2 separate regions of the Bombyx mori genome follow, and region 1 is linked to region 2. Evidence: chromatin contacts called from public Hi-C data. All regions are on one chromosome and are shown on one strand. The core of a region is the stretch at or near the end of the contact, and the rest is flanking DNA. Distances in the headings are between cores, read along the strand shown.

Evidence for each region. A called contact is a pair of places that touch in the nucleus more often than the background predicts.
Region 1: a Hi-C map of midgut shows a contact between it and region 2, with 2.1 times the contacts expected there. The contact joins the enhancer-like site here to the promoter of LOC101741993 in region 2. A contact is called at or near these places in 2 of 7 Hi-C or Micro-C datasets (middle silk gland and midgut).

What each region holds. Positions count from the first base shown.
Region 1 is chr24:12,616,734-12,621,266 of ASM3026992v2, forward strand. LOC101741993 (ATP-citrate synthase) reads left to right here. Exons shown (of 23, transcript XM_038019691.2): 3 at 327-432; 4 at 2,202-2,387; 5 at 3,150-3,263; 6 at 4,073-4,152. Among protein-coding and RNA genes, the nearest start is that of LOC101741993, 39 kb to the left of the region's middle. Within about 2 kb of position 3,183, at least 4 of the 8 cell types and tissues checked have open chromatin away from gene starts, as enhancers often do.
Region 2 is chr24:12,578,373-12,582,761 of ASM3026992v2, forward strand. It overlaps LOC101741993 (ATP-citrate synthase), which reads left to right and starts at 1,404. Exons shown (of 23, transcript XM_038019691.2): 1 at 1,404-1,564.

The sequences.
Region 1 (4,533 bases), core at 1,933-4,432, 40 kb after region 2:
AAGAAACATTAAACTATCGAAATAAAACAATTCAAGCAACGTCGCTTCTCGCATTCCCGCCGAAACGACCCATCGCCTTACCTCACCTCGTGAATGTCGAAAGGCGACTGAGGGAAAGGGCTGACCAGTGTGCTTAGTGTGAGTTTTTAACGTTCTCGATAGCGTAAAAGTTAACTCAAATTTGTATGCAGTTGGAACAGCGCCCCTAGCGGCAAACGTTCCAACTGTCGCTATCGAGAACGTTAAAAAACTTGCACTAACAACACACATGATTAAAAAAATGTGTCGACGTATCTCGAGGTTTTGTTTTTTTTTTTACGTTTCAGACACATAGCCTCCGGTACGGCTCTGGTACCATGCAGGTTCGCCACATTCGAACAGAGTACAGTGTGGGAGGATGAGCTGGGGAAAAACCCATGGCTCTCGAAGGAGGTATGTTTACGTCGATTTTACATAAAATATTTGTCAAGAAAGTTATCTACGTTTTCACGTTAAGTTTTTTGTTCATAATTCCAACAGAAAGTTAACACTGTACTGGTTGGTGGTAGGACCTCTTGTGAGTTCCCGCGGGTAGGTATCGCCACCCTGCCTATTTCTGCCGTGAAGCAGTCATGCGTTTCGGTTTGAAGGGTGGGTCAGCCGTTGTAACTATACTTGAGACCTTAGAACTTATATCTCAAGATGGGTGGCGCATTTTACGTTGTAATGTCTATGGGCTTCAGTAACCACTTAACATCAGTCTAGGTTAGGCCACCCATCTAAGCAATAAAAAAATAAAATAATAACAGTTTTTGTAAATTTGAATCATGTTTTATTTTATTTAAATAAGCTTTTATAGATGCTTTTAAGTCGTAATGACTACCACCGATATAGAATGAAAGTTTCAGCGATCTAAATAAATCGACATGAAAACCAAGACTTATACAGAATATACTTTACGTATTTAATCTATACTGCGATGTAATCTGTGCTATATACAGAAATGCCAACGTGACGGAACTGCGAGTTTTTTTTTTGTATTGTCTTGTCTTGTCTTTGTATTGTAGTCTACGGAATCTTGAATACAGTCTTGTGCATTTTTAAGGATATGTCTTTGACGTCTTTTTCACGATCGTACTACCCGCCATCGGAGCAAGGTTCATCCTCTACTACCCGCTGCATTCATTCGCAGTGCGTTTCTCTTCATAATTTAGACCGTTGGCCCTTACATTATAATTCTCCTGCGTGAATTCCAACAGGATAACACATGTACGTGATCACAAAATAAAGGTATCCTTACAACGTCACAAGATGCTTTGTAAGCCCGCGCGGGTAGGCACTAAATAACCCTCTTATTTCTGTTGAAGCACTATTGCGATCGCCATTATACTCTAGAACTTAGATCTCGTGTCGATTCATCTTTTGTTTTTCCTTGCCGTATCACTTGTCAGAGCGGTCGTGGTCCTCATTAAGTATTATGGCTGTGGGCAGACGCTATGTGCCTCACGAGCAATAGCCACTTCTTCAAGCGAGGAAATAACTCCATAAAGCGCCTTGTCGTTAGGGCCAAAGTAGAAGACACCAGACCGCGTGGAAGGTTACTCATGCGATGGACCTGCGAAGTCAAGTCGGCAGTTTGCATGTGTGTACCATTCATCTACTAGTCACCGTCCTCGCTGACCCCGTCGCTTGCGATGAAGGGCTCGACGAGTAAATTAACCCATGACACAGCCCGCTGAGTTTCTCGCCGGATCTTCTCAGTGTGTCGCGTTTCCGATCCGGTGGTAGATTCTGCGAAGCACTGCTCTTGCTAGGGCTAGTGTTAGCAACACTTCCGTTTTAAGCCCCGTGAGCTCACCTACACGTCAAGGAGAAGCTGAAATAGCATTTTAAGGCTATCAGCATAGGTAGGTGAAAAAAATCATCTACGAAATTATAATATTTTTTTTGCTTAGTAGAGTGGACGAGCTCACAGCCCACCTGGTGTGAAGCGGTTACTGGAGCCCATAGACATCTACAACATAAATGCGCCACCCACCTTGAGATATAAGTTCTACGGTCTCAAGTATAGTTACAACGGCTGCCCCACCCTTCAAACCGAAACGCGTTACTGCTTTACGGCAGAAACAGGCAGGGTGGTGGTACCTAACCGCGCGGACTCACAAGAGGTCCTACCACCAGTATTAGAAAGAAACGAAAACACTATCGCCGTCCCGTTTCAGCAATTGGTCGTAAAGCCGGACCAGCTGATCAAACGTCGCGGCAAACTGGGTCTGGTCGGCGTGAACAAGACTGCGGCGGAGGTCCGGCGTTGGCTCGGCGAGCACATGGCCAAGGAGCAGACGATAGGGGCCTGCGTCGGGCGGCTGAGGCACTTTATAGTCGAGCCCTTCGTCAAACACGAACCGGTGAGAGTACCCTATGTCTGTTTGTTTATTTAACTCGACGCACAACCCTAATGATGTTTACGGCTGAAGCATGCTGTACTGGTCAATCAATGATGGAGTAGTGTTGTGGTACATTAATTGTTTTAGTGGAAAAAAATCTTCACGACGACTTAAACTTAGAGCCGACACGTAAGGAAGCGTCAGAACGCTACTTTGTAAAAGCAGCGTGACACGATAACCATCTTATCGTGGACACCGCTAACTACATATCCGACCCAGGTCGTCGAACTCTTCGTAGGAGTCGAAGTGTGAATTAACCCATAGACACAGCCCATTCAGTTTCTCGCCGGATCTTCTAAGTGGGTCGCGATTCTGATCCGGTGGTAGATTCAGCGAAGCACTGTTCTTGCTAAGTGTTAGCTAGTGCTAAGTGCTTGTTCAGTGTTAGCAATTCTGCTACTGCTCCGCATGAAGTTGGAATAGTCCCCTATGCTCCAAACAAACACACAGATCATTCTCTCTCTCACTCATACACACACACACACGCGCCCACACAAACAACACACACGCACACACACACAACACACACGCACACACACACAACACACACGCACACACACACAACACACACGCACACACACACAACACACACGCACACACAAGTACACATATGCACATTTTCCAATTTTTGCCGTCTTTTATATGTTAACATCTCGAACGCTAAGAAGGTATGTCCGTTCCAGAGAACCCTTTGTAGTTCTAATTAACTCGTTATGTTTCCAGAGCGACGAGATGTACCTGTGCATACAGTCGGGCCGGCGCTCCGACACCATCCTGTTCCACCACCAGGGAGGGGTCGACGTCGGAGACGTGGACGCTCTGGCCATTCGACTAGAGGTGAGCGATGTGCGACTGTACAGCAGGCGCGCGAGTTCATGTCCCGTCCTGAGGAATGCGGTAGTGCTGTGACCTAGTTAATTGTGGTAATGTCGATAATAACTACCGATCGGTGGTAGTTTCCGCGAAGCACGGCTCTTGCTAGGGTTCGTGTTAGCAACGTCGTCAGGTTTGAGCCCCGTGAGCTCACCTACTAGTTAAGGCGACGCTGATATAGCCTCTCAAGGCTATCAGATTAGGTAGGAAAAAAAAACTACCGATTTAGTCAACAGCTGTCAATTTGGTTTTAATGTAACTTAAGGTAATTTTGCAATTTGTGGAATAAAATAAATGTGATAAGTAATTACTTATTTATTTCTAACAGAGAAAAATATTTATTAAAATCTAATTCAATCACTTATCAGATGAAAAGACAACCGACAGATCAGAGTCGGAATCAGTATGTATCTTTTTTTAGTAGGGTTTTTTTCTACCTGAACTTGTTGGAAGCGGAGTAGTCATGGTTAAATAATACAATAGCGTTAGCGTAAATTTTCGATATCGATAAGCGCGCGTCACAACCGTCACGGACAACACTCGACGTCAGACAAATGCGGGGAGGCGAGCGAAGGTGGGGCGACCTGCCCCCCGCGCGTCGCCTCTGGCCCCGTTGGATATGAACTCGCGCGCATACAGTATGTAATATCGATGTTTTGAAAATTTATCGAATCCGACCGGTGCATCGATTCGTTTGCCTGATCGATTTAATACTTGGTACGGTAGTTGTTGGTTATCTAAGGAAGGTTTTTAACGAGGAGCCTGATTGACAGGTGCCCGTGGACACCTTCCCGACGGGAGAAGAAGTCGAGAGGGTTTTGTTGAAGAACGTCAAATCTCCATCTACTAAAAGGTATAGTTTTTTGTTATTGATCACGCACATACATAGATAAATATACGATGTTTACATGTATATTGTATTAGTTACCTATAAAATATATCGACAAGTGAAAGCCTATTTGGTTTAAGCGACTTTTTTGCAACTTGACAGGAGAGCTATTTAAAGTTTAAAATATGGAAAAAATGACAAAAAAAAAATTTTCAACTATTTTAACGGAGTAAACTTAATTGAAGTTCAATAAAAAGTATCTAACTGTATTGTATACTGATATTAATACAAATAAAATGGACCTTTAATTACAATGACATATTTTTATTTATTTATTAGGTTCGTGGACAAGCTCACAGCTCGCATTTACGTTGTAGATGTCTATGGGCTCCGGAAACCATTTAA
Region 2 (4,389 bases), core at 154-2,653:
GACAAAATTATTCTGCTCCATGATAATACTCGTCCGCACGTAGCGGTACCGGTAAAAAATTATTTAAAAACACTTATTTGGGAAGTACTACCTCACCCGCCGTATTCACCAGACATTGCCCCGTCTGACTATCATCTGTTCCGGTCAATGGCACATGCTCTGTCGGAGCAGCGGTTTACATCATATGAAGATACCAAAAATTGGTTTGATTCGTGGATAGCCTCAAAAGACGAGGAGTTCTTCAGACGTGGAATCTGAACTCTGCCTGAGAGATGGGAAAAAGTAGCTGCTAGTGATGGACAATACTTCGATTAAATTTAAATTACCGTTCTTGGAAGTAATTCTCATTAAGAGCTCTGTGTAGGTGATGATTAAGATCGGTGATGCCATACATCCTTGTCGAATACCGTAACTGAGGCGATAATGTCTTAAACGATACGATAAGTATATACGAGGACGACGACGTGGCGATAAGTTCTCCAGTACCTTTTGCGCTTACAAAGCAGGCCTGTTCGGGTGTAATTTCCTTCAAAAGAAATAACTGCCGAACAATTCATGACGTGCCGCAAAATTTTACTTGCGTGCGAAATCAGTGCCATAAAGTGGTGTTTAATGGTTTTTATATCCTAGTGGCCTCTTTTTATTCATCCCAACGCGGTAGACAATATGCGCCCTTGCCGGATTGCCATACTTTATTACATTACTTAACACGAAACATTTGAACATTTAAAAAATGAATTTGAAGCATAACAAAGCAATCTTGGTTCCACCTCAAATTTTGGGTTAACCAAACCTATGCATTCGATTCTTGTAATTAATAGCAAGGTAGGTTAATTCCATTAAGATTTTAACTATTAATTGCATCTAGAAATTTTTTTCAAGAGTAATTTTAGAAATTAAATATTGCGAGTAATTTATGTCTTGAAATATATTTTGTAAAATGAAGAATTTGAAAAAGTAAGGAAGGGACCAGTTTCTGAACGAAACTTGCTCATTGGTATTACCAGCCCTTAGACCATTATTGTTATGAAAGAAAAAAAGTTTTTAGGTTTTTTCTAAATTAAGTTACAACAGTATAGTAGCCAAGTGTAACTTTTTCTGCACTAAAGCATTTTTAATCGTGTTTGATTTAAAAGTTAAAATATCGATTTTCATCCATATATAGTTAATTTGGTCCATATATTGATTAAGTTTGAATGCTCAGTTCTTATCAAATTAGTTTTGATATTCATCAGATTAAAATATTAAACAAAATAAGGTAGTTTGAAGATAGATTTCTTCAAGAATTTAGCTTTGAAGGTGACTTTATAATTCCTAGAAACTACAAATGAAATTCAAAAATAGTTCTATTTAATTTTTTTAAGCTGCAACACTAACAGACGAAAATCAGAACGTCATAAAAAGAAATTGACAGAACAAGGAGATTTTTCTGTCACACACTGTTTCCTATCATTCGGATTAATAACGCGTTCGTCGGGTCGCGACGATTATAATTTATTATCATTTCACAATTATCAATAAGCTATCGATTACAGACATCAGCCGTCCCGCCGCTTTGCAATCAGTGAGTATTAGTAAATGTATTTATTAATAGAATTTAAAAGTATTTGATAATGTTATCTGTTTATTACTGATTTTACAAGAAGTGATTGGATAAGCCGGTTGTTACATGTTAAGCGTTTGCCGAGTAATGTCGAGTCTAGTGAGCGATTGCGAAGCGTTTTAAACGGGTGAAAGTCGCTTTCGCTCGTCAATTCGACTCTATATCAGCACTCATTTAATGATTAGCATATTATATAGCAATGATTGCCGGATTGTTTCAAAGCTACGATTCTTAACCTTTATAGGGACAGCTTATTACATTTTATTTTACGCAATGTTGCGTAGTGTTCGTGTCGGAAAAATATTATACTTAGGGACAATTAATTATTTTAATTTTTTATGGTACGACGGAAACATGATTTGCATATACAAATCGATCGTTTATAGGCTGTGATTTTCTAATTGTATTTCTAATTTATTCGGTGTTGTTAATAAAATTGAAGTGCTTGTTTTCGAAACACAGTTCAACCGAAATATATAATAATATATATATTTTAATCCCGTCCGGGCGTAGCTGGAATAGACCAGCGAACAGGTAGTGAAAAAAAATGTTTAATGATTTTGAAAATTGAATAAACCCCTGAACTAATTCTGATTAGGTGTGATTGGGGGTTTTGCTTGAATTAAACTCATTATTTCGTATAGAAAATTTTGCCAATTAATTTAGTGAAAAAATTATGGGATCTGAGTAGTCGTTAATGTAAAGATGGTTAAGGTTAAAAGACTAGATGGCCCGTTCGAAAGGGAATATTTGAGAGAAAAGTGGGAATTTGAAGATGATAAGTCTCAATGAGAAAAGACGACATGTTGCCCCAATCCCACATAGTGGGATAAAGGCAAGAAAAAGAAGACTACGAGATCTGTAGAATATCATGTTTTGAGGTCCAGTAAAAAAAGTATCAATTAAAGCTCATAACTATAAAATCCATATAGAAATCTCAATCTGACATGCATTGTATATAAATAAATATTTTTCATGCTACTTTTGTAATTTAGATATAATGTTGTTTTTGTGGAGATAAAAACGGGCTCGTTTATCCACTTATAGATCTGGTACATAACGTCCTATTGCACGATAAAATAATGCTCATCAATGCGCAGAAAAAAAACTTCATTTTCTGATATCAGATTAAATACTCAATGTTTTCTACAAATGGTAGAGTGTATTTTAAGCCTTATAGGTGTATTGTCTACAATATTTTTTTTTTATAAAGAAGTTTGGCTCCAATGCCTTTGCCATTGATTTTGCCAATGTCACAGTATGCACAAAAATGACCTGTGCTTAGAGAGTTTTTTTTTTTAAATACAAATAAGTTTGGTCAGTTTTTCCATATGGAAATTTGTGATTTTAAGAACAGCACAAACAAATATTTGTTAGACTAACTGTTTTAAAGATAAATATTATTAGCAGATCAAAATTTACATAGAATATTTACATGCTTAGAATAGACTAAACTTAATAGAGAATTGATATTAATAAGCCAGGGGATGTCATTTGGAAGGATATCATAAAGAGGGGATACGATATTGGGGCAGTCGAAGAGTCTACAATAAATAGTCCTAGTTTATATAGTCGGATAGCAATAGTATTTGAGGTTTTAATTCAATACTGGATATACTCTTTGGTCAGTTTACTTTACTTTTGGCCTCTAGCCAAGACATTTTTCATAAAAATAATATTATCTGTATCGCGATAACCCTAATGTGCCTCTGTCTAATTAATTGAATTATTATAAAATTATATCACCTGCGATGAAGAAAACTTTAAAGTAATTAAAACATAAGAAATAAAACAATGAGAAAAATAAATATGAGATTAAACCATAAAAACAGTTGTACAAGCTGAGAAAAACAGAAGTATTTAAAGTTATTAGGTACTTATACTACTTAAAATATATTCATATCGAAATTAGTTCTTTAAATGACACCTTAGCCGACTTAACCTAATAGCTGTATGGCTCTATAAATAAATAAAAAATTACACCTTTACAATTGAGGTGGCTTAACAAAAATGTTAAGAAAAAGTTAGAAAAAGTTAGAAAATTTTAATACTTAGAACGAATTGTAGACATGTATTCTAGCAGCTTATAAAATTAAATGGTCTCTTTTAGTTTAGATAAAGACAAATGTACTATTTCCGTTTGCTCTATATCAAGCGCAAGTATTAAATTATTGCGGTAGGCAGCGGCTTGGCTCTGCCCTTGGCATTGCTGAAGTCCATGGGCGACGGTAACCACTCACCATCAGGTGGGCCGTATGCTCGTCTGCCTACAAAGGCAATAAAAAAAATAATATTAATAATTAATAAAATATTTTTTAATTACTTTGAAGTATTAAAATCGAAAAACTAAAAAATTACAATTCTTCAATAACATTTCTGGCGCTTACCAAAAAAAAAAAACAAGAATTGTGTATTAAATCACTTCAATTCTAATGATGCGATATACTCATATATTTACAATATAATTTTCACTTATCTTCACTTTTTTGTAATAAGAAACTTTGATTTGATTGAAAACCAAAGATTCGTGTAAAATGTCATCTATCTATCTTCTATCTTCTTCTTCTATCTTCTATATATATAAAAATGAATTGCTGTTCGTTAGTCTCGCTAAAACTCGAGAACGGCTGGACCGATTTGGATAATTTTGATCTTGAATTATTTGTAGAAGTCCAGAGAAGGCTTAAAAGGTAGATAAATATGAAAATGCTCGGATATAATAAAAATAACAATTTTGTTTTTCCTTTGATATGTCCTTTTGTTTGCTTTAAGTTTATTTTATACAA